4 separate regions of the Sus scrofa genome follow, and all the other regions are linked to region 4. The links are chromatin contacts, called in public HiChIP or PLAC-seq maps. All regions are on one chromosome and are shown on one strand. Each heading gives the region's core, a stretch centred on a gene start, on an enhancer-like site or on the middle of the called end of the contact. The rest is flanking DNA. Distances are from core to core; before and after follow the strand shown.

The links. HiChIP or PLAC-seq counts read pairs in DNA pulled down with a chosen protein or histone mark.
Region 1: an H3K27ac HiChIP or PLAC-seq map of skeletal muscle shows a contact between it and region 4, with 6 times the contacts expected there. The contact joins two enhancer-like sites. A contact is called at or near these places in 5 of 47 Hi-C or Micro-C datasets (liver and skeletal muscle) and 2 of 2 datasets of contacts at active chromatin or transcription factors (alveolar macrophages and skeletal muscle).
Region 2: a contact with region 4 is called in an H3K27ac HiChIP or PLAC-seq map of alveolar macrophages. The contact joins two enhancer-like sites. A contact is called at or near these places in 4 of 47 Hi-C or Micro-C datasets (embryonic fibroblasts, fetal skeletal muscle, heart right ventricle and 1 more) and 2 of 2 datasets of contacts at active chromatin or transcription factors (alveolar macrophages and skeletal muscle).
Region 3: a contact with region 4 is called in an H3K27ac HiChIP or PLAC-seq map of alveolar macrophages. The contact joins two enhancer-like sites. A contact is called at or near these places in 5 of 47 Hi-C or Micro-C datasets (embryonic fibroblasts, epiblast stem cells, liver and 1 more) and 2 of 2 datasets of contacts at active chromatin or transcription factors (alveolar macrophages and skeletal muscle).

What each region holds. Positions count from the first base shown.
Region 1 is chr14:28,783,929-28,788,651 of Sscrofa11.1, forward strand. NCOR2 (nuclear receptor corepressor 2) reads left to right here. Exons shown (of 49, transcript NM_001044576.1): 24 at 41-212. Among named protein-coding and RNA genes, the nearest start is that of RFLNA, 55 kb to the right of the region's middle. Within about 2 kb of position 2,868, at least 34 of the 83 cell types and tissues checked have an H3K27ac peak or open chromatin away from gene starts, as enhancers often do. A contact at or near this core is called in liver and skeletal muscle, where this site is marked.
Region 2 is chr14:28,680,424-28,685,354 of Sscrofa11.1, forward strand. NCOR2 (nuclear receptor corepressor 2) reads left to right here. Exons shown (of 49, transcript NM_001044576.1): 7 at 2,049-2,162. Among named protein-coding and RNA genes, the nearest start is that of NCOR2, 40 kb to the left of the region's middle. Within about 2 kb of position 1,953, at least 9 of the 83 cell types and tissues checked have an H3K27ac peak or open chromatin away from gene starts, as enhancers often do. A contact at or near this core is called in alveolar macrophages, where this site is marked.
Region 3 is chr14:28,706,273-28,711,251 of Sscrofa11.1, forward strand. The region is part of intron 9 of NCOR2 (nuclear receptor corepressor 2); the gene reads left to right. Among named protein-coding and RNA genes, the nearest start is that of NCOR2, 66 kb to the left of the region's middle. Within about 2 kb of position 1,304, at least 8 of the 83 cell types and tissues checked have an H3K27ac peak or open chromatin away from gene starts, as enhancers often do. A contact at or near this core is called in alveolar macrophages and skeletal muscle, where this site is marked.
Region 4 is chr14:28,400,276-28,405,351 of Sscrofa11.1, forward strand. No RefSeq gene overlaps it. Among named protein-coding and RNA genes, the nearest start is that of SCARB1, 100 kb to the left of the region's middle. Within about 2 kb of position 3,161, at least 26 of the 83 cell types and tissues checked have an H3K27ac peak or open chromatin away from gene starts, as enhancers often do. A contact at or near this core is called in alveolar macrophages, liver and skeletal muscle, where this site is marked.

The sequences.
Region 1 (4,723 bases), core at 1,618-4,117, 380 kb after region 4:
GCGGCCTGTCAAGACGCTCACTTCTCCCTGCCTCTCTCAGCAGGTCACCAAAGTCCACGAACCCCCCCGGGAGGACACGGCTCCCCCTAAGCCAGCTCCCCCTGCCCCACCAGCACCGCAGCACCTGCAGCCGGAGGGTGACACCCCCCAGCAGCCCAGCAACAGCCCTCGAGGCAAAAGCAGGAGTCCTGTGCCTCCTGCCGAGAAGGAGGGTAAGTGTGTGTCGGTGGCTGAGAGAGTGTGAGTGAGGGCAAATGGGTGGGCATAGCGGCATTTGTGTGTGCAGAGCAGCTGTTGCAAACTCCATACCTACAGTGTTGGGGCAGGCCAAGTAAATGAGTAAAACATGTGGGAGTGAGGCAGTAGGGGACGGTGGGGACTGTGGCAAATTAGAGAACTCCTGGTTTTTTCAAACACAGGCACACATTGGCCTCAGCCGTGTTACCACGTAGTGATACAGGCCCGCAGTTGTCCTTTCAGAGAAGCTAGAAATCAATCTTTCCATGTGAAATCTAGTTTCTCAATATTGGCAACTTCTCAAAATTTTCAAAAGTGTTGTGCATAGACAAAAACATGTCTGTGGCTCCGCCTCTGGTTCCATGTGATTCAGTCCACACATGAGCTTCTAGACCCACAGATGAAGCTCAGTGCCAGCTGGCAATAACTGTGATCTGGGCAGGAAGCGCTGCCCCCTCCAGCCTTCACTCTGACCTTATTCCAGGCCAAGGTCCCTGGGTTCACTAGGGAGCCAGTGGGGTGATTCCCCAAGCAGCTGTGTTGCAGCAGCTGCGTTGCAGCAACTGCCCAGGGCGTGCTTTATTGTCACCACGTGAAGCTCAAGGTCAGGAGACAGGTGGGGCGTGGTTTCTTATTCTCTGGATCTTCTGTCTTTGCCCCGCTCCCCACTGGACCCAAGAAATCTCAAGCCTCTGTCCCAAAGGGGCACTCGTCCCAGATCAGCCTGTCCTGTCCCAGGCATTGGGGGCTGACCCTACAGAGGGTCCCCCACTCTGGGCTAGCCCAGGCTCCTGCAGGCTGCTCTAGGGCTCTGAGGGCAGCAGGACCCCAGGTGACCCTCTGTGATCAATGCAGCCCAGGGACAGGTTCGGGCGGCTAAGGCCACCTGCGCCCCCACCCCCACCCCCCACCAGCCTTGGGTATAACAGCGTCCTGCTGTCTCTAAAAAGCCACGCTGGCCCTTGGCCATGGGCCTCCCTGAGGGTGAGGCCATGTGCCTGTCTGAGGACAAAGAGCAGGGCCGTCCCTGAAGCAGGACAGCTCCACACTTCCTGCAAGTGACTCCCCAGCTAATCAGCCCACCTCAACTGCCTCCCCATGGCCGCCTTCACCTGCCGCAGGAAATCCGGATGCCACCCATATGGACCAGCTTATGGCCACAGGGCAGGATGTTCTTCGAACACCTAGATTGCTCAGCACTGTGCCAGGCAGCGGGGGGGGTCAGCAGGGAATAGGATCAAGTCCCCATTTGGAGGAGCTGCTGTTTTTGTGAATGAGGAGGCCCTTAGACCAGGGAGCATGGCAGGAAGCCAGGTGACTTTAGAGTAGTTCATGCATCGAAAGAGACAAGACGGGAGTTCCCCTCATGGCACAGCAAAAATGAATCCTGCTAGGAACCATGAGGTTGTGGGTTTGATCCCTGATCTCATTCAGTGGGTTAAGGATCTAGCATTCCCATGAGCTGTGGTGTAGGTCACAGATGCGGCTCAGATCTGGTGTTGCTGTGGCTGTGGTTGTGGCTGGCAGCTGTAACTCTGATTCAACCCCTAACCTGGGAACCTCCATGTGCCGTGGGTGCGGCCCTAAAAAGCTAAAAAAAGAAAAGAAAGCGACAAGACAGAGGGAGTGAAGAGGGGCTCAGGGAAGTGTCTCTGTAAAAAGAAGGTAGTTGTGGGACAGTCTGGGGGAAGGGCATTCCAGGCACAGGAACAGCACATGCAAAGCCCTAGGGTGGGAATAAGTTTGTTGTGTTTGCAGGGCTGGTGGGAGGTGGTGGCACTGTGGGGATTTTGTCTCAGGTGCAGAATGAGCCTTTGCCAAAGGGATTTTAAGGGTGTGTGTGTGTGTGTGTGTGTGTGTGTGTGTGTGTGTGTGTGTGTGTGTGTGTGTGTGTGTGTCTGTGTGTGTGTGTGTGTGTGTTGGGAGTATCAGGCAGTCTGATTTATAATTTAGAAAGCTCTCTGGCCATTGTTGAGGACTGGGGCCACGGGGAGTGGGGGCAGACGGAGGAGGCCAGCGCTGGTCACAGCCACACTGGATGGAAGGAGGGCACAGAGGTTCTGTTTCAGGAGCAAAAGGACCTGCCGATGAACCCAAGTGTGGGGTTGAAAGCAGGATGTCTTCCTTCTCCTGGGACCCTGCCGGCCACCCACGCTGGGATGGGGACTCCCCACAGTTGGGGCGGGTTCTCTGGGCAAGACTGTTGTGTGAGACATGGGGTCTGGCTCTGGAAGGACATTCCAGGGCCGGGGCGCCAGCCCAGGGCGGTAGCTGCCTAGCAATGTCAGGGGCCCAAACAGCTTTGGCGGGCGCCAGATCCAAGCTGGGCTGGGCCACACTTGGGTGGCAGGGCACCACATGGGGCCAGGCAGGGCCTGCTGGGACAGGTCACAGGCCCTGTCCTGGGAGAAAGTGAGCCACTGCTGTGGTTTCTGAGTCTGGCCCCTGGCCCGTTGGCACAGCGGAGGGCCACGCTGTTTTCCTGGAATTGCCCTCTGCTCAGGAGACGGTACACCTGGCACCGGGCACCGTAGCCTGGCTCACAGTTCAGCACCTTAGGCACATGCGTGAACCTGACACCCAGCACTACCTCTCTGGTCTCTCCAGAGCCTCCCCGCCTCCTGGCTCCCACGTGGAGCAGCTCCGCCCAGCCCATCCCTGGGGCTCCCTGGGCCCAGCTGGAGGAACAGGTTGTCTCTCCAGGCTCTGGGCCTCCTGCCCAGCCTGGCCCGACCCCAAGGTTCCCTTCCAACACCGGAGGGCCCCCCCCCACCCCGGTTCACCCTGGCTTCTGTCCCCGCCCACTGCAGCCGGAGCCGAGCTGGAGCCAGCGGCCCAGGCTCGCACAGGGTCGGGTAGCTGGACAGGGGAGGTCCAGGGCATTTGTGGAATTTCCGGGTGCCTCCTTTAGGGGCTGGCTGAGCATGAGAATCCCCACCCCACTGCTCCCCGCAGCTGTGACCCTTTCCTTGGGCCACCTCCTTCACCAGGCACAGACTCAGGGGGAAGTTCAGTCTCCCCTCTGCCCAGGAGAGAAACAGAGGATGTGCCTCTGCCCCACCTGCCGGCACAGTGGGCTCCACTCACCGATGCTGACACTCTCGCCTCCCCTTGACGGGCCTTCAGAGCCTCCTTCTGTCATCTGGAGGTGGCCCGAGGGAGGACCCTTGCCTGCCATTCCCATCCCAGGCCTGATGTTGCCAAGTCATCATCAGCCAGTTAGTCCCCCGGGGTTGGTCCTCCAGCCCAACACCAGTTCTCAAGCTAGAAGTTCAGCGCTTAGGATGGATTTCAGCAGAGAGAGGCCAGCGGGAGAACGCTGTGAAGGCGGTGTGGCCTTTGGTCGTGTCTGGGAGCTGTCCCCAGGCCTGAGAATCCAGGGCCTATGGTTGCTCCTCTTCCTGTGGTCAGCGTGCGTGGTGAAGGGTAAGGTCACTGCCTGTGGCCCAGCTCCCTGCATTCAGAGTTCCCTCTTGTTGGCTGTGGGCCTCTGACCTGGTGACTTGGCCTCTCTGAGCCTCTGTGTTCCCGTCAGCAAAATGGGGATAATAATCGTCCATTCCCTGTAGGGTGTCGCGAGGATGAACGAGTCAGTTCACGCAGAGCACTTCGTTGGAGCCTCCCAAGGACACCCCCAGGGAGCGTCAGCCTCCGCTGCTGTCATGTTATCTGCAGCTGCAGTGGCGGGGAGGCTAAGGGGTCACATCCTGACTGGGCCAACTATCTGCTGGGGACTGTAGATTTGTCTATTGATGTGTCTGTATGCAGCTTGCTCTCCACGTGCTGGGCCTGGGCACCCTCTTCCTTCTGAGCCTGTGAGGAGGCTTCTTGAGTTCATGCTTTTGTAGGGCTCAGCCCAGCGCCTGGACGTGGTACGCGCTCAGCAAACAGGCTGATGTATGCATGCTGTCACCCCGGGCGTCTGGGCCCTTAGCCACGCCTGACAGAGCACACGTCCGAGGATCTCGGCAAGCCGTTCTGACCGCCTTCATCAAGGGAGAGGTCAGCAAGCCTCTTCCGGAAAGGGCTAGATAGTAAATATTTCAGGCTTTGCAGGCCAGACGGTCTCTGTCGCAACGACTCAGCTCTGCTGTAGATAATAAATAAACGGGTGGACGTGACCGCATTCCAGTACAAGTGTGCAGACGAGATCGGGGGGGGGGGCGGGCCCTGTGCCGCCATCTGCCACCCCCTGGTTTGGAGGCTCGTCCAAGCCCCTGCTCCCCCGGTACCTGGGAAGTGCCTGTGGGATTTCCAGGGCTGGCATCGGGCTGCTGAGAACCCCCGGGGCACATGTGCTTGGCAGGACATCATGGGAGTCATCACAGTGCCTGGCCTGCAGACCTGGGGGTTCCATCACAGGCCCCCTGTCGCTGTTGGCCGGGACCCTCCCCCAGCCAAGGCTGGCGCTGCAGGCACAGGGCAGGTCTCGTTTGAGCAGCATAGCTGGGGCGGGGGTCTGAGGGCTGGCCCAGTGTGGCTGACT
Region 2 (4,931 bases), core at 703-3,202, 280 kb after region 4:
GTAGGGGAGCTGAGGATGGTCCAGCAGCTGGGTTGGTCATGGAGACTCATTCAGCTGTCTCAGACCCGGGGGGGCAGTCTGTGGGTCTCCAGGAGGCCGACTCAGTGTGTGGGTAGGCAGGCCCTGGTTGAGTCTGGCAGGCATCGCCAAGGCCTGTGGCGTTTGGGGATCTTTAGTCCCCCTAGACCTGGCTTTGGGATGAGGCTGAGTCGTGTGTACACTTTTGACTGCGACCGGAAGCCCAGGGGGCCCAGAGCAGCCCTCGATAGTCAGATTTTAAAGAAATTCTCCTTTGGCATTTTTTTTTTTTAAAGGTAAATTCACAAAACATAAAATGACTCATTGTAGGATGAGTAATGCAGCGGCATTTAGTACATTCATGGCATGGTGCAGCTACCCCCTTCTATCTAGTTCTAGGACATTTCCATCAACCAAAAAAGGAGACCCCATACACATCAGCAGTAACCCCCCAACCCCAACCTGCTTACTGTCTCTATGGATTTGTCTGGACATTTCCTATAAATGGGATCATAAAACACATGGTCTGCTGTGTCCAGCAGCTTTCACTCAGCATCGGCGTTCACCCCCGTTGCAGCCTCTATCGGCTTCAGTCTGTTTATTGCCGAATAATATTCCACTATATGGATGGATCGACCACATTTGTTTATCCATTCATCAGTTGGTGAACGTCTGGTGTGTCTCCTTCTTTTGACAGTCGGGAGTAGTGCTGCTGTGTGCTTTTGTCTGAGCATCTGTTCTCAATCCTTTGGGTCTGTAGGAGGAATGGAATTGCTGGGTCCTGTGGTAACTTGTGTTGCACTTTTAGTGCCTCAGGGAGGGCCACCTTCACCCACTGGTTGGAATCGCCTTTCTGTCCTCCCTTTCTGGCTGGGTACTCCTTCCATTTCTTTGCTTAATTTGTTTTGCCCTTTTTGGAGGGATTTAGTTGTTTTGCCCCATGCGAACTGCCCTTCTAAAAGCCACCATCAGGGGTCACTGTGGCATTGAGGCAGCTCAGCTCAACCAGCCAGGCCTTTGTGCCCGCAGCAGCCAAAACTGGATTTTCTGGCTCTTTCTGTGTTTCCCTCCTCGTGGCCACCTTTTTTTGAGTTTATAATGGTCATTTAAAAAAATGGTTTTATTTTATCTTTTTGCTCCATAATTGTCATGGGCGCAATGTGTGAGCCTTCTGTGCAAAGAACAGTGTTCTCATCTCACCCAAAACGCCCTGTCAGATTGTACCCCTGGGCCTTGGCCTCCTGTGTGACCTTGGGCCAGTGTCTTACGCTCTCTGGTCTTTGCTTTCTCTTTTTGCTAGAAAGCAGACAGTAGCTTGAAGGGAGGTCCTTAATGGTGTTTGGAGGAGGAGGGTCCAGCGTGAGGACCACAGGCAGATGACGATGATAATGACGATGATGAGAAGCTGGTTGTTAGGTGTTTAGTGCTTTGCATGCATCTGCTCATTTCATCCTCATATCAACTCTAGGATAGAAACTTTAATTATCCCCATTTTCCAAATGAGAAAAGTGAAGTTTAGCAGCTTCTCAGGGTTACATAGCAAGTAAGTAGTAGAAATAGGGAAATAGGGTTCCAGTCTGGACAGTTTGGCCCCAGAGTTTCCAGCCTCTCCTGAGGATGACGGCACTTGTGGTGGTAATGATGGCTAGTGGCTGGTCTTTAGCGCGTCCCCAGTCTGCACTATGCATGCATTAACTCATCAGGGTTAATGAGCCCACTTTACAGATGAGGAAGCTGAGGCACAGTGGGCTTAAGCTGTTTACTTATGCTCACCAAAGCTGGGCTTGAACCCAGGAAGGCTGGTTGTGAGTCTGGAGTTGACCCTGGTCAGGCCCTTCCCCGTGGGAGCTGAGAGAGGCCCTCCAGGGCTCGGAGTCCCTGCGGGTGACTCAGAGGAAATGGTTAGCAGCCTGACTTCCTGTGCGGGGCCACCAGCCCGGCTGCATGGGGGCCGCCCCTCCGCCATGGGGGTGCTGCCTCTCTTCCGCCCGCCGGCGTGCTCACCGCTATGCTCTCCCCGCTTCCCACAGCAACAGCTGGAGGAGGAGGCCGCCAAGCCACCCGAGCCTGAGAAGCCTGTGTCACCGCCGCCCATTGAGTCGAAGCATCGCAGCCTGGTGCAGATCATCTACGACGAGAACCGGGTATGCCCCACTCCGCCCCCTGGAGCCCCCACCCCACCTTCTGCTTGCTGTGTGCTGGCTGCCAGGCGGGATGCAGGTGTCCCTGTGAAGCGTCTGGCTCTCTCCACCCCCAGCCTCAGTGTTTCCATCTGTGAAATGGGGACCTCTGCGAACAATCTCCAACCCCTCATCAGACTTGGGTTTGTGAGTGGGAGGAGGAGGGGCGGCTAGTGGAGACCCATCTTGGTGTGGCTGTGTTCCGTTCTGCTGAGACACACAGACTGGTGTGGATGTTGCCTGTGAGATACAAATAGAAATGCAGGCATTAGGTCATAGGAGAGCTTTAGGGGCCAGTTGATCTGTGGAAGGATGGCAATAGCTTAGGGACTCATGTAGAAGAATTCCTGTAATGCAGTAGACAATAGTAATATTATTCATCATAACAGCAAACATTAGTTGAATAGCTTCTCCTTTTCAGGTGATGGGCCAGGTTTTTTACGTAGCAGTCCTCAGAGGGTAGGCACAGTGATTGTTTCCATTGAACACAGGGAGAAACTGAGGCCCAGAGAGATAAAGTGACTTGTCTGAAGTCACACAGCTGAGAAGTGGCGGACCTGGGATTTGAACCTGTAGGCCATCAGTCCCAGAGCCTGATTCATCAACACCGGCCTCTGCTTACATTTAGCCCTGGAAGGGGCCTTTGGGGTGGTAGAACACAGGTTCTGTAGCAGACTACCGGGGCTTCTAGGGATCTGTGGAGGCCAGCTGCGTGGTGTCTGGAGGAGGCTTGGTCTTAGGGGAGGGGCTTAGGGTACCAAGAGCAGAGTGTCTCCCAGGGGTTAAACTAATAAGGCTTGAGCTGCCCTAAAGTGGAATCTGGTGTCCTGTGAGATGGTGAGTTACCCATCTTCCCATAAAGCCACTAAGGACTCACCTTCAGTGATTGACAGTTGACTCTTTCCAAATATGCTCAAGGCCTGTATTCATGGCCTGCGTATTCTCCCTTATTTCATAGATGAGGAAACTGAGGCCCAGAGAAGGATTGTTCCTTGTGTGAGGTCACACAGTGAAGTGTGACAGAAGGAGGACCTCTCCTCCCTGCCTTGGCCCCTTTGGTCCTCTCCTGCTCTGGGCTCCTGGTCATATTTCCCCGCTATCCCTGATATGGGGTCTGACCCTGGCTGCTGGATCAGTGCTCAGAGTCCAGGTGGGAGCTGGGGAGTGCCTGGTGTCCCAGGGCCAGCCTGGATGGGAACATGCAGTTGGTACCTGTGCCTTATGCTCCAGGCAGGGACTACTGGATCACCTAATTTAGCTATGCCTCTGCCTTTTGAAGCTGCAGTGGATGCAGGCTGAGACTGAATTTGCTGGGGCTTGGGAGCTGGGAGCTGGGCCTTGCAGGGCTGGTGACCCTTCTACCCCAAGTAACATGAATAACAATCATAATGACAAGAGAACTAAGGGGCCGCATGTACTTTAGCCAGTTGTCCAGGTTCAGATCCCATTTCTACCACTTCCTGGCTCTGTGACCTTGCGCAAATTACTTAAGCATTGCTTTGACTTATGTTCCTCACCAGCAAAATGATGATAATTGTAGCACCTACCTTATACTGTGGTGTGGAGATTAAATGATTTCATATGTAGCACCTTTAGAACAGTACCTGGCACCATGTAGGTGCTAGCTGGTACTGCTAATTTTTGTCATTGTTGTAGTCATCATTATTCTTTTCTTCTTGTTATTGTTTATGTTTTGCATGACTTCATTTAATCCTCTCTAAGCATGTATAAGACAGGTACTATTATTCTCTCCATTTTATTCATAAAGAAGTCAAGGCTCAGAGAGAGAAAGTGACCCACCTGAGACTGCATAGCAAGTTGGCTTTGAGGCTGGGGATTGGAGCCAGAGTTGAGTTGGCTTTAGGAACTTGTGGCGGAGGGGACAAATGCAGAGAAACTGAATATGTCACCCCAGGCAGCCCCTCGCCCACCCTCCCCGATCCTTGGATGGGAGAGCAGGCATGGTTTTCTTCAGCAGCTGTGGAGGCAAATTGATGGCTTTGCCCAGGATGTCACCATAGTGCCCTGGGCCCTTTCTGGGGACCCAGCCTGTGGGGGTGGTCAGATTCTAACCGGCTGGAGCCCTCAGCTCTCCTTAGCCAGGCAGACTCCAAGGCACAAGCCTTTGGTAGCCTCTGTGGGAAGCTTGCTCCACCACCCATCCTGGCCACTCACCCATTTCCCTGAGAGTTTGCCTAAGCGGTAATTTGGGCATCCCCTCCAGGTCTCACCACTTTCTCCCCAAAGAGCTGTGGCTGCAGATCTCATTGTTCTTCAGCTCCTTGGACTCAGCACTCCCCTTCCCGCAACAGCAGTTAAGACACACCTTCTTGGGTCTCACCCAGGGCGATCTTGCTGCCAGAATTACAACCTCCTCCTGCTCCGATTTTCTGTAGCTTTTGTTGGGGGGCAGTGTGGAAGTAGAGGAGGAGGAGGTCTGGATTCCAGTCAAGCCTGTGCCCTGATGGGGTGGGTGGTTTATTTCAGTTCCAGATCTTTGGTTGCCCTGGGTCCTGGGCTCATTCTTAAGGTCACAGAGTTGATGTGGCTGAGATGGTGGCTGCAAGGGCTTTGTAAACTGTGAAGTGCTGTACCAGGAAGGATCTAGTAAGTTAAGACTCTTGGATACAAGAGACAAAAATTCAGCTCAGTCTGATTGAGGCTAAAGAGGGGGTTATTGCATCTTGTATTAAAAGTTGGTATTAGTTTACTTCAGGTATATGTGGATCCAGG
Region 3 (4,979 bases), core at 54-2,553, 300 kb after region 4:
CCCCCAAGGCATTCAGGGCCCTGCCCGGGCTGCCTTCCATGGTTGCAGGGGGCGGGTCTAGCTTTCCCCGAATGCCCCACTTTCCCCCCTCCAGTTCACTGTCACCCTTAGTGCCCTGGAATCCAGTGCTCTCCTCACTTCCTTCTGCTCCCTCGATTCCTCTGCTTCTCCCAAGTCTCAGCTCAGATCTCTCCTCCTCCAGGAAGTCTCCCCTGACTGACCAGGCTGTCTTTTGGCAGGACTTCCCCTTAGGCTCCAGGGCCAGTCCCACCCACAGCGTGGCCAGACTCTTCCTTGAATGTCCAGAGACTTCCTATCTCCTTTCTGCTCCTTCCTAGTTCCCATTCCCCTGCCTAGTCCAGTATCAGCCGACGAGGTCTGTATCTCTTTATCGGTTGTGCTTTTTAAATCCTGACTTCTCCGGGAGACTGTAGATAGCCTTTGCACCCCATAAATGTCTCTACTGGTGAACTCATCGTGTTGCTGGTCCGTTGGCCCTCCAGAGCTCTCTGAGAGAGACTCTGTTCTTTATTTTTGCCAGACAAAATCTCAGCAGAAAGGATTTGTCTGCAGTAAGCTGTTTGCAGCTGCTATGCTTAAACACTGCTTGGGACAAAACAAACACTCAAAAAATGTGCCAGAAGAAGGTTGCACAAGCAAACATCCCAAGCCAGATGTCCAGGGGCGCACAAACCCAGATGCTTGCCTCCAGGGCGGGGACAAAATGAGAGTGGGAAGGGCTGGTGGGAGGCAGTAGGGAGTGGTGGGGACTAGTGGTGAGCTCGTCACTTCTAAAGGGGCCAGCAGGCCTCAGTTCCCAGCCTGTGGCCATGAGGGAGTATGGCCAGGCTGCCTGATTTTTCTTTAGGAGAAGCTTTAAGTTCAGCCCTTCCTGCAGGAGCTTCTGGTTTTCAATACTGGCAACGAATTCAGATTTTTTAGAAAGCACCACAGTCCAAACACAACAGGCTCACGAGCTGGCTCCCACTTGGTGGACTGTGCCCGTTTGCAACCTGTGGACTTGACATTTGTCCTCTTTGGCAGTAAGCAGATGCTCCTAGGTGCCAGGCATGGTGCTTGTTTTGGAAGGAAACCCGGATCAGCCTGGGAGAATTCATGCCCTCCAGTAGCTTCAGGGAACAGAGGCGGCTGCGTGTGTCACCTCTGCCCCCACGAGCCTTTGTTCGCACTGGGGCCTCTTCAGCTTGAAGCCACAGCAGCACTGCTTGCTGAAGACTGTTACAGGCTGTGTCAGTTTCCTCGGGCTGCTGGAACCCATCACCACAAACTGAGTGGCTGAAAACTCCAGCAGTTCGTTCTCTGGAGGCTGCAAGTCCGGAGTCAAGGTGTAGGCAGAGCTGTGATCTCTTGCATCGTGCGTCCTCCAGCTTCTGGTGTTTGCCGGCATCCTTGGCCTTCCTTGGCCTGTAGATGCCTCAACCCTCCATCTTCACGGGGCCTTCTCGCTGCGTCTTTTCACGCCACCTTCCCTCCGTGTGTGTCCGTCTCCATGTCTGAATTTCTCCTTTTTATAAAGACAGCAGTCACATGGAATTAGCACCTGCCCCCCCACACCCTGCAAAGACCTCATGCTTCATGACCTTCAAGACCTGATTTCCAGATAAAGCCACATTCTAAGGTACTGGGGGGTTAGGACCCCAACATCTTTTTGGGGCGATGCATTTAAATTCATGATATACATCAAGTCCTCTGCAAACTCTAAAGTAAATTGTTTGATCTCACTGTGGCATTTCAGCAGATTTTGTCCCTCTTCCCCCTCCCCCACCACTCCCTTTTTATTCTTTTTATGGCTTCCTGGTGGCATATGGCGGTTCCCAGGCTAGGGGTCAAAGCGGAGCTGCAGCTGCTGCCCTACCCCACAGCCACAGCAACATGGGATCCAAGCTGTGTCTGTGACCTATACCGCAGCTTGTAGCAACACCGGATCCTTTAACCCACTGAGCGAGGTCAGGGATCGAACCTGCATCTTCATGGATATTGGTCGGGTTCTTAGCCCACTGAGCCGTAGTGGGAACTCCCCTGACCCTGACATTTTTGAAGAACACTGGTCAGGGGTTTTGCAGAATGTCCCACAATTTGGGTGTGTCTGATATTGTTTCTGGAGGGGCTGGGCTTGTGGATTTGGGGGAAAAGTCCCGCAGAGGTGAGGTGCCCTCCCCATCATGACACAGGGGGGGCACCTGCCACCCCCAACTGGAGGTGTTCGTGTTACTACAGGTGGTGTTGACCTTGACCCCCCCTACCCCCACCCCCACCAGGAGGTGTCAGACATGTCTCTCGTGTTGCTGTCTTTCCTGTCCCTACTCTGTGCCTTAATAGCAAGTTACCATCCAGCCCACTCTCGAGGGGAGGGGAGGGGAGTCCAGCTGCACCTCCTGGATATGTTTGAGGGGCGGATATCAAAGAATTTGTGGACGCAAGTTAAAACTGTCACAATGATTGGTATTTATTTGGGGGAAATGCTTTGAGGCTGTGCACATTTCCTGTCTCTCCTCCAAGTTTTGCCAGTTTAAGATTCATGCAAGGGTCTTGCCTGAAGCAATTACCACTGTGGTATCTAACAGTGATCTTCTGCTTCCTTCAGTCCTTTGATGTTTATTAATTGGAATTCGGGGAGTTCCCGTTGTGGCTCAGCAGGTTAAGAATCTGACTCAGTATCCATGAGGATGTGAGTTCAATCCCTGGCCTCCCTCAGTGAGTTAAGGATCCAGCGTTGCTGTGGCTGTGGTGTAGGCCGGCACCTGCAGCTCTGATTCGACCCCCTAGCCTGGGAACTTCTTTTTAGGTGTGTCCCTAGAAAGCAAATAAAATTGCAGTTCTGTAAGGAACATTTGTCCTTTCTCCCTCATTCATTTATTTATTCAATCACTTATTTATATCCATGTGGACACATGGATATTTATTTTATTCTTCCGGTTATAATCTAGTGTTATTTAGCTTGCCTCTTAAATTGTTCCAGCTTTGGCCATCTTTTCAGGTTAGGTCCTGCCTGTGTCCTTCTGATCTTGTTTTTCATTTTTAGCATTTGTTACTTAAAGATGTCCTGGGCTCATCTTGTGTACTTCCTGCCCTAGCTCTGGACTCAGCCATTCTTCCGGGAGAAATACGGCTCTTTTTATTGGAGGATGGTGTTAGAGACCAAGATCTTGGTGCCAGTGGGCTCATTGCTCTTGGGCTGACATCACTTCTTTTTTTTTTTTTTTGAAGTCCAGATCCTCTCCTGTGCCCCAGCCCACAAGACCGTGTACAGCTGGCTCTGCCGGTCTCACTCCTCCCCTCCCCTGTCCCTGCCCCACCTCCAGCCACATGCGTCTTCTCTCTGTTTTCTGCGTTTGTCCCCACTTCAGAGCCTTTGTGCTCAGTGCCCTCTGCCGGGAGCACATCTCCCTCTGGATCTTTCCACAGCTGGGTCCTTCTCGTGATCAAGATATTGGTGCATGGCCACCTCCGAGAGACTTTTCTGTTCCCTGAATCTAAAATAGCTATACCCTCCCCACCCCCAGTCGCTACCCCACTCTCCCTATTAAGTTCCCCAATCCAGGATTATCTTGATTATCTTGCTTATTGTTGGTGTGGCCCCTCTAAAGTGTCACCTCCATGAGGGCCTGGGACTTTGCCCGTCTTGCTCATCTCTGTGTCCTCAGGGCCCAGAGCAGTGCCTGGCACATAGTAGGTGCTAGTCAACATTTGCTGAATGATGGAGGAGATGAAAGTGTGATGGTACTGCACCCATTATTCAGATGAGGAAACTGAGGCTGAGAGACCTTCTGAGATTTGCTCAGAGACGCCCGGCCTCGGGATGAGGGGTTGTGGTCTCAGCCTGTGTGACTGAGAACCCCCAGCACTCACCCTGCCTGGGACAGGGGATGCTGATGCTGATGTAAGTCGTGAGACCTCCAGGTGAGAGACCTGGCCCATGGGAGGTGAGACCAGAATGACCTGGGGAGTTAGAGGTCGCCCCCACGGACCCTCCTGGAAGTGGGCGTGGCCTTTCCTTGTCAGGGGCAGGGCTCTGGGCCCAGCTCGGGTCCATAAATGAAGAGGGAGTGGGCAGGCTTATCAGTGGTTCAGACTTGAGATGAGGTAGTGAGGGTGCCGACTTCTGCTGGAAATCACAGTAGGGCCTGGAGCCTCTTGTCAGCCCGGGGCTGAGGTGTGGTGGCAGATCTGAGCACGCTGGGCCTGGTGGTGGCCTCTGAGGCGGTGGTAGGGGACATGGGGGCAGAGAGTGACTCCCCATGGGGTCCCTGGGGTGGGTTGATTCCAGGCCTTTCAGCCCCCAGGAGGTGCTTCCCTCAGCTGCCAGGACCTGGAGTGCTCCCCCCACCACCCCAGTCTCCCACCTTTTCCCGAGGTTGGGGTCCTGGGTGGCCCACGGGCACCAGGTCTCCTGGAGCCTGGACAGGATGTGGCTCCCAGTTTTTGGTGGGAGCTTTTTGTAAGGGAATTGGACACAGCTCAGAATATGAGCAAGTTGGGGGACCCCCTTGGTTGAGGGTCCTGAGGGCAAGTTGGGGGACCTCTCCCCAGAAAAGTTGATCCTGCCACATACCTGGATGGGGGCCAGCAAATTCATGGGCCTGATGGGCTCCTGGGGCCTCTCTGACCCCACGGGCCCCAGGCTGCCAGCTGCCATGCTCTGCTGTGTGTTGGAGGTTGTGGGGAGAGGGCCGAGGGAAAGGGGCACCTAGGGTGTGTCTTCCAGCCTTTTCTGTATCAGTTGGCATCTCTGCGTTGCCCTCTGGGCTCTGTCCCCCTTTCTTCCGATCCTGGCTTTCTCTGCCTTCCAGCCTGTCGCCCTGTCTCTCTTCCTCTCTACTGGGCTCCTCTCCCTCTGGGGCTCATTGCACCTATCTCTCTCTGTGTCTCTTTCTTCCTCTGTCTCCCTGCCTCTCTCTCTAAGGCTCTGTCTGTCTGTTTTTTCTCTTTTTTGGCCTGTGCCCATGGCACACAAAAGT
Region 4 (5,076 bases), core at 1,911-4,410:
GTTTTACAAGGGAGGAAACTGAGGGAGCATTACAAGGGAGAGAAGCCAGCCGAGCACGGCCGAGCATATTCCCTATTTCTCCTTCCTTCCTGCTTCCTAAGTGAGCCCTTTAGGAGAGGCTGCAACCTTTTGCTTTTCACTCTTAAGCCCCTGCCCCCGTACCTGCCCTTTGCAGTTTGATCTTTATTTATGTGTAAGCATTTGGTCACCCTCTGGCTCTGTCTTCCTCCTTAGACTCCCGAAGCGCATGAGGGCAGATGCTCTGTCTGTAGACTTCCCAGCGGCATCCCCAGAGCCTGGCACGGTGTCTGGCTGGTAGGTGTGCGTGGAATAAATAAACGAACTGTGGGTGAGTGGCAGTGTTGGGGGTGTGAGTGGAGGAGGAGAGAGTGCGGGGCCCGCATCCCCACCGCATCCCCCACCCCCACTTCTCCCCTCCTCCTCTTCCGTATTCAGGCCCCAGGGCCCGCTTAGGGCCTTGTTCGTTGACGGGAGTGCAGGCTTTGGCCACCAGGGGGCGCTGTGGACTCGCCCTCCGCAGGGTGGCCCTGGTCCAGGGTACAAAGACCTGTGGGCCTGCCTGAGCCACGTCTGTATTTTTGAGGCTCTGGATACATTAAGAGTAAAAAAAAAAAAAAACCCTGACGGATCAGGGCTGCATAACCTGTGCTCCCTTGTACGTTTACGCTGACCATGTTAACAGTTTCCACACATAAAGACGCCCAACGACATTCCCGTGTGAAATTGCAGGGTTTGTAAAGTTATTAATTAGCAATGTCCGCAGAGGGCAGGATTGGCTGACTGGGAAATGATTCGTTCCGTCTGGGCGGCCGGGCAAAGGACAGTACATTCAACCCTGGCTGGAGAATGGCTCCTGAGTCTGTGTGGCCACATGGCTGATCCCCCAGGGACGGGCCTGATCCTCAGCAAAAATCTCAGAAGCTCAGACAAACTCTGGGCCCTGGTGAACCAGTTCTTCTCCTAAAGCTGGTTGTTGCTGACATTTATTTTTTTTTTTTTTTTTTTTTTTTTTTTTTTTTTTTTTTTTTTTTTTTTTTTTTTTTTTTTTTTTTTTGTCTTTTTTGTTGTTGTTGTTATTTCTTGGGCCGCTCCCGCGGCATATGGAGGTTCCCAGGCTAGGGGTTGAATCGGAGCTGTAGCCACCGGCCTACGCCAGAACCACAGCAACGCGGGATCCGAGCCGCGTCTGCAACCTACACCACAGCTCACGGCAACGCCAGATCCTTAACCCACTGAGCAAGGGCAGGGATCGAACCCGCAACCTCATGGTTCCTAGTCGGATTCGTTAACCACTGCGCCACGACGGGAACTCCAACTTTTTTTTTTTTTTTTTTTTTTTTTTTTTTTGTCTTTTTTGTTGTTGTTGTTATTTCTTGGGCCATGCTGACATTTATTGAGTGATTTCTACACTGTTTTCTTTCTTTTCAAAAAAATATATTTTTTTTTTTTTTTGTCTTTTTGCTATTTCTTGGGCCGCTCCCGCAGCATATGGAGGTTCCCAGGCCAGGGGTCAAATCAGAGCTGTAGCCACTGGCCTACGCCAGAGCCACAGCAACGCGGAATCCGAGCCGCGTCTGCAACCTACACCACAGCTCACGGCAACGCCGGATCGTTAACCCACTGAGCAAGGCCAAGGATCGAACCTGCAACCTCATGGATCCTAGTCGGATTCGTTAACCACTGTGCCACGACGGGAACTCCTCAAAAAAATATTTTAAAAATATATTGTCTTACTTGCTCAGGGTATAGTCTGTCTGTCTGTCTTTCTTTCTTTCTTTCCTTTCTTTCTTTTTTCTTTCTTTCTCTATGGCTGCACCTGCGGCATATGGAAGTTTCCAGCTTAGGGGTCAAATTAGAGCTGCAGCCGCCAGCCTACACCACAGCCACAGCAACATCTGAGCCACATCTGTGACCTATGGTGAAGCTGGCAGCAACGCCAGATTCTTAACCCACTAAGTGAGGCCGGGGATTAAACCTGCATCCTCTTGGACGCTATGTCAGGTTCTTAACCCACTGAGCCGTGACAGAAACTCCTGTTTTCAACCCTTGATATGAGCTCCTCTCATTGTCCTCATAACCCAGGTAAATGCCTTATCATCGCTGTCCTCATTTTACCCATGAGGAAACAGGCTCCGAGGTAGAGTAAAAGTCCAAGGACTTAATGACTGGCAGGTGTCAGAGTCCGGATTTGAGTCTCAATGGCCAGGTCCAAGGCATGTGTTCTCAGCTACTGTCTGAACATCTCTTGTGGTTCAGTTAACCAAGACCTGTCACTGTTTTTTTTTTTGTTTTTTTGTTTTTTTTGGCCATGTCCTCAGCATGTGGAAGTTCCCGGGCCAGGGATCAAACCTGCACCACAGCAGTGACCCAAGTCACAGCAGTGACAACACCAGACCCTTAACCCCCTGCATCACCAGGGAATTCTGGGAAATGGTTTCTGTCACTAGCCGCCAGAGACCTCATCTCTAGTATCCCTTCTGGAATCAAGCTAGGAAAACCAGCTTCGAGGAACATCATTTCCAACCACAGGTACAAATGGGTGCTGCTTCTGGAGAACCTGAGATTGAAAGACTCATTCCAACCCCCAGCGCAAGCCCAACTCCATCCACAAAGAGGCTCTGCATGCCAGGCACGTGCCCAGCGTCTCCCAGATAAGCCCCCAGCAGGGGACCCTCCAGGCTCATTCCAGAGAGGTTGCGAATGGGAGGGGAAGAAGAGCAGTCCGAATAACCATTTCTAAAAATAGTGCTTGGCTCCCTCCCACCCACAACAAAACCCCAAAGAGAGGGCAAGAGAGATCCAGGAAGCCTCCCTGGATGTTTGCCAGAGGGATGGCTAAGGTCTGCTGCTTCAGTGAGGGTGGGGGCCCTTTCTCTGACTTTCCCCTCTGAGGGCTCAAGTGCCAGCTCCTGAGGGTTCCAGGCGTGTCTGTCCTGAGGGCGAAGGCCAAATGGCAGTGTCTTGGAATCTGGACTCAGAAGTGTTTCCAGATCTCCTGGGTCCATTCGTCATGAAGCCTGAGCTGCTGCAAACTTCTGGGTTGAAGAGGAAAGTGGGGGTGGGGGGAGCTTCGAGATGGAGATGTTTGTTTTTCACTTCAAGTGACAGATGTTTGAGCAATATTAGCCACGATGCACTTTTCTGCAAACTAGATCTCATGCACCTCCCCGACTTCCATTACGAAATGCAACTTCCACTCCCCCAGGGAAAACATCTCAGCAGATGGGTTGAAACAGTGTGGTCTGGAAGGCGTTCGCGTGGTGGCTGGGACCATGGCAGGCTCTCAGAACTGTGGAACATTCTTCTGGTCTCTGGGCTCTTCCGTCTGGGTCCGTGGCCCGCCCCATCTGCTCTTCCCCGGGCTGCTGGAATTTCTTCCATTTTAGGGGACGGGAACTTCCAGAAGAGACACGGATCTCTGGCCCTGCTCAGGGTATGCTCAGCCTTGTGGGCTCTGGCTGAGGCAGCAGCATCTGTTTGGGGGAAGGACGTGGTTTCTCCCATGATATCAGGCTCAGAGATTAGGTAGACGGCAGGGTTTGGAACCTAGAGCCATTTGCGGAAGAGGCCTGGCCATGCTGTATCCTTCAGGCAAGTCACTTGTGCCTCTCTGTGCATGTACCCCTCTCTGTCCGACAGGAGTTTTTTTTTTTTTAAACCATGAATTCATTTATTTACGTATTTATGTATGTATGTATGTACTTATTTATTTTTTTACGGCTGCACCTGTGGCACATGGAAGTTCCCAATCTATGGGTTGAATCAGAACTGTGACTGCCACAGCAACTCTGGATCTGAGCCACACCTGTGACCTATGCCACAGCTTGTGGCAATGCCAAATCCTTAACCCACTGAGTGAGGCCAGGGTCCAACCCATATCCTCATATATGATATGTCAGGTTCTTAACCTGCTGAGCCCCAGCGGGAACACCTCCAGCAGGAGTTCTAATTCCTGCCCCATTGATTTCACAGTTTCTCATGAGGATTGTAAAGGACATTTTATGCACCTCAAGATGAAAAATAGTTTGAAAAGACTTTCAAATGGGTCACAAAGTACTCCTGGAAGGAACCCAAACATTCAGGACGTGGTTTATTGAAGTATTTCCAAGGTCTGGTAGAGCTGAGCTGTAAAACCGGACACTACCAGAAGGTGTCGCTGTCAAATACAGCATGGGCATTCTCCCCTGCGAATCACTGGCAGATATCCTAGTGCCTAAAACCGGCTTTAAGTGGTTATGTGTATATCAGGGGAGGTGAGTTCAAATGCCCTTGGAGCTAAGCAGCATGTAAATTTGCTCAGAAGGCCAGGTATTTCTCCTTTGAGTGGTAGGGTAGCTAGTGGGGGAAGGTTTTATCTGCCCAAAGCTTAGCTAGAGACCTAGTGGGTGTGGCTGGGGACAGTGATGCTTTCACTCTCCAAAGCGGCATCTTTTCTACACTTTTAAAGGCACACAGTTGACACTCGTTATTGCAAAGACTGCAATGAAATTATGTTAAAGTGTGAAAGTGAGGCTGTTACATCTGTAGTTCAAGAGAGTGGCATTTTGTGTGTTGGGCTCTGGGCTAATGACACCCCTCCCTCTAGACTCCAACGCAGGCTGCCTTTCTGTCATCTGAGAACCTGGCTTTGTCTGCAGTCACGCTGACTGACTGCCTTATGGGAATGCAGGCTATTGTTGCCAGGTCTTTCCATTTTTCTTTTTAAAAGTTTCAAGGGAAGCTGTTTTTTTAAAACGTGAAATCTCCTGATTTTCAATTATTGGCAACATGTTCCAATTAAATAAAATACTCTGTGGGCCAAACCAAACATGTCGTGAACAGGACTTCGTCTGTTTGTTTTCTGAGCAGTATTTGCCTTTGCTTGTGACTTGTGTAATTTAAGAATACGTGACTGTGGCGATCCACCCCTTTCTGGAGGTGTTTCGGTGGGTGTCTTGCATCAGCCCAATTCACTGAATGTGTTTAACTTGTGAACAAACAAAGTTAAACAGATCATACTTTGGGGATTATAAATAGCAACAGCTGAGACACTAGTTTCTAGAGTCAGACAGAGCT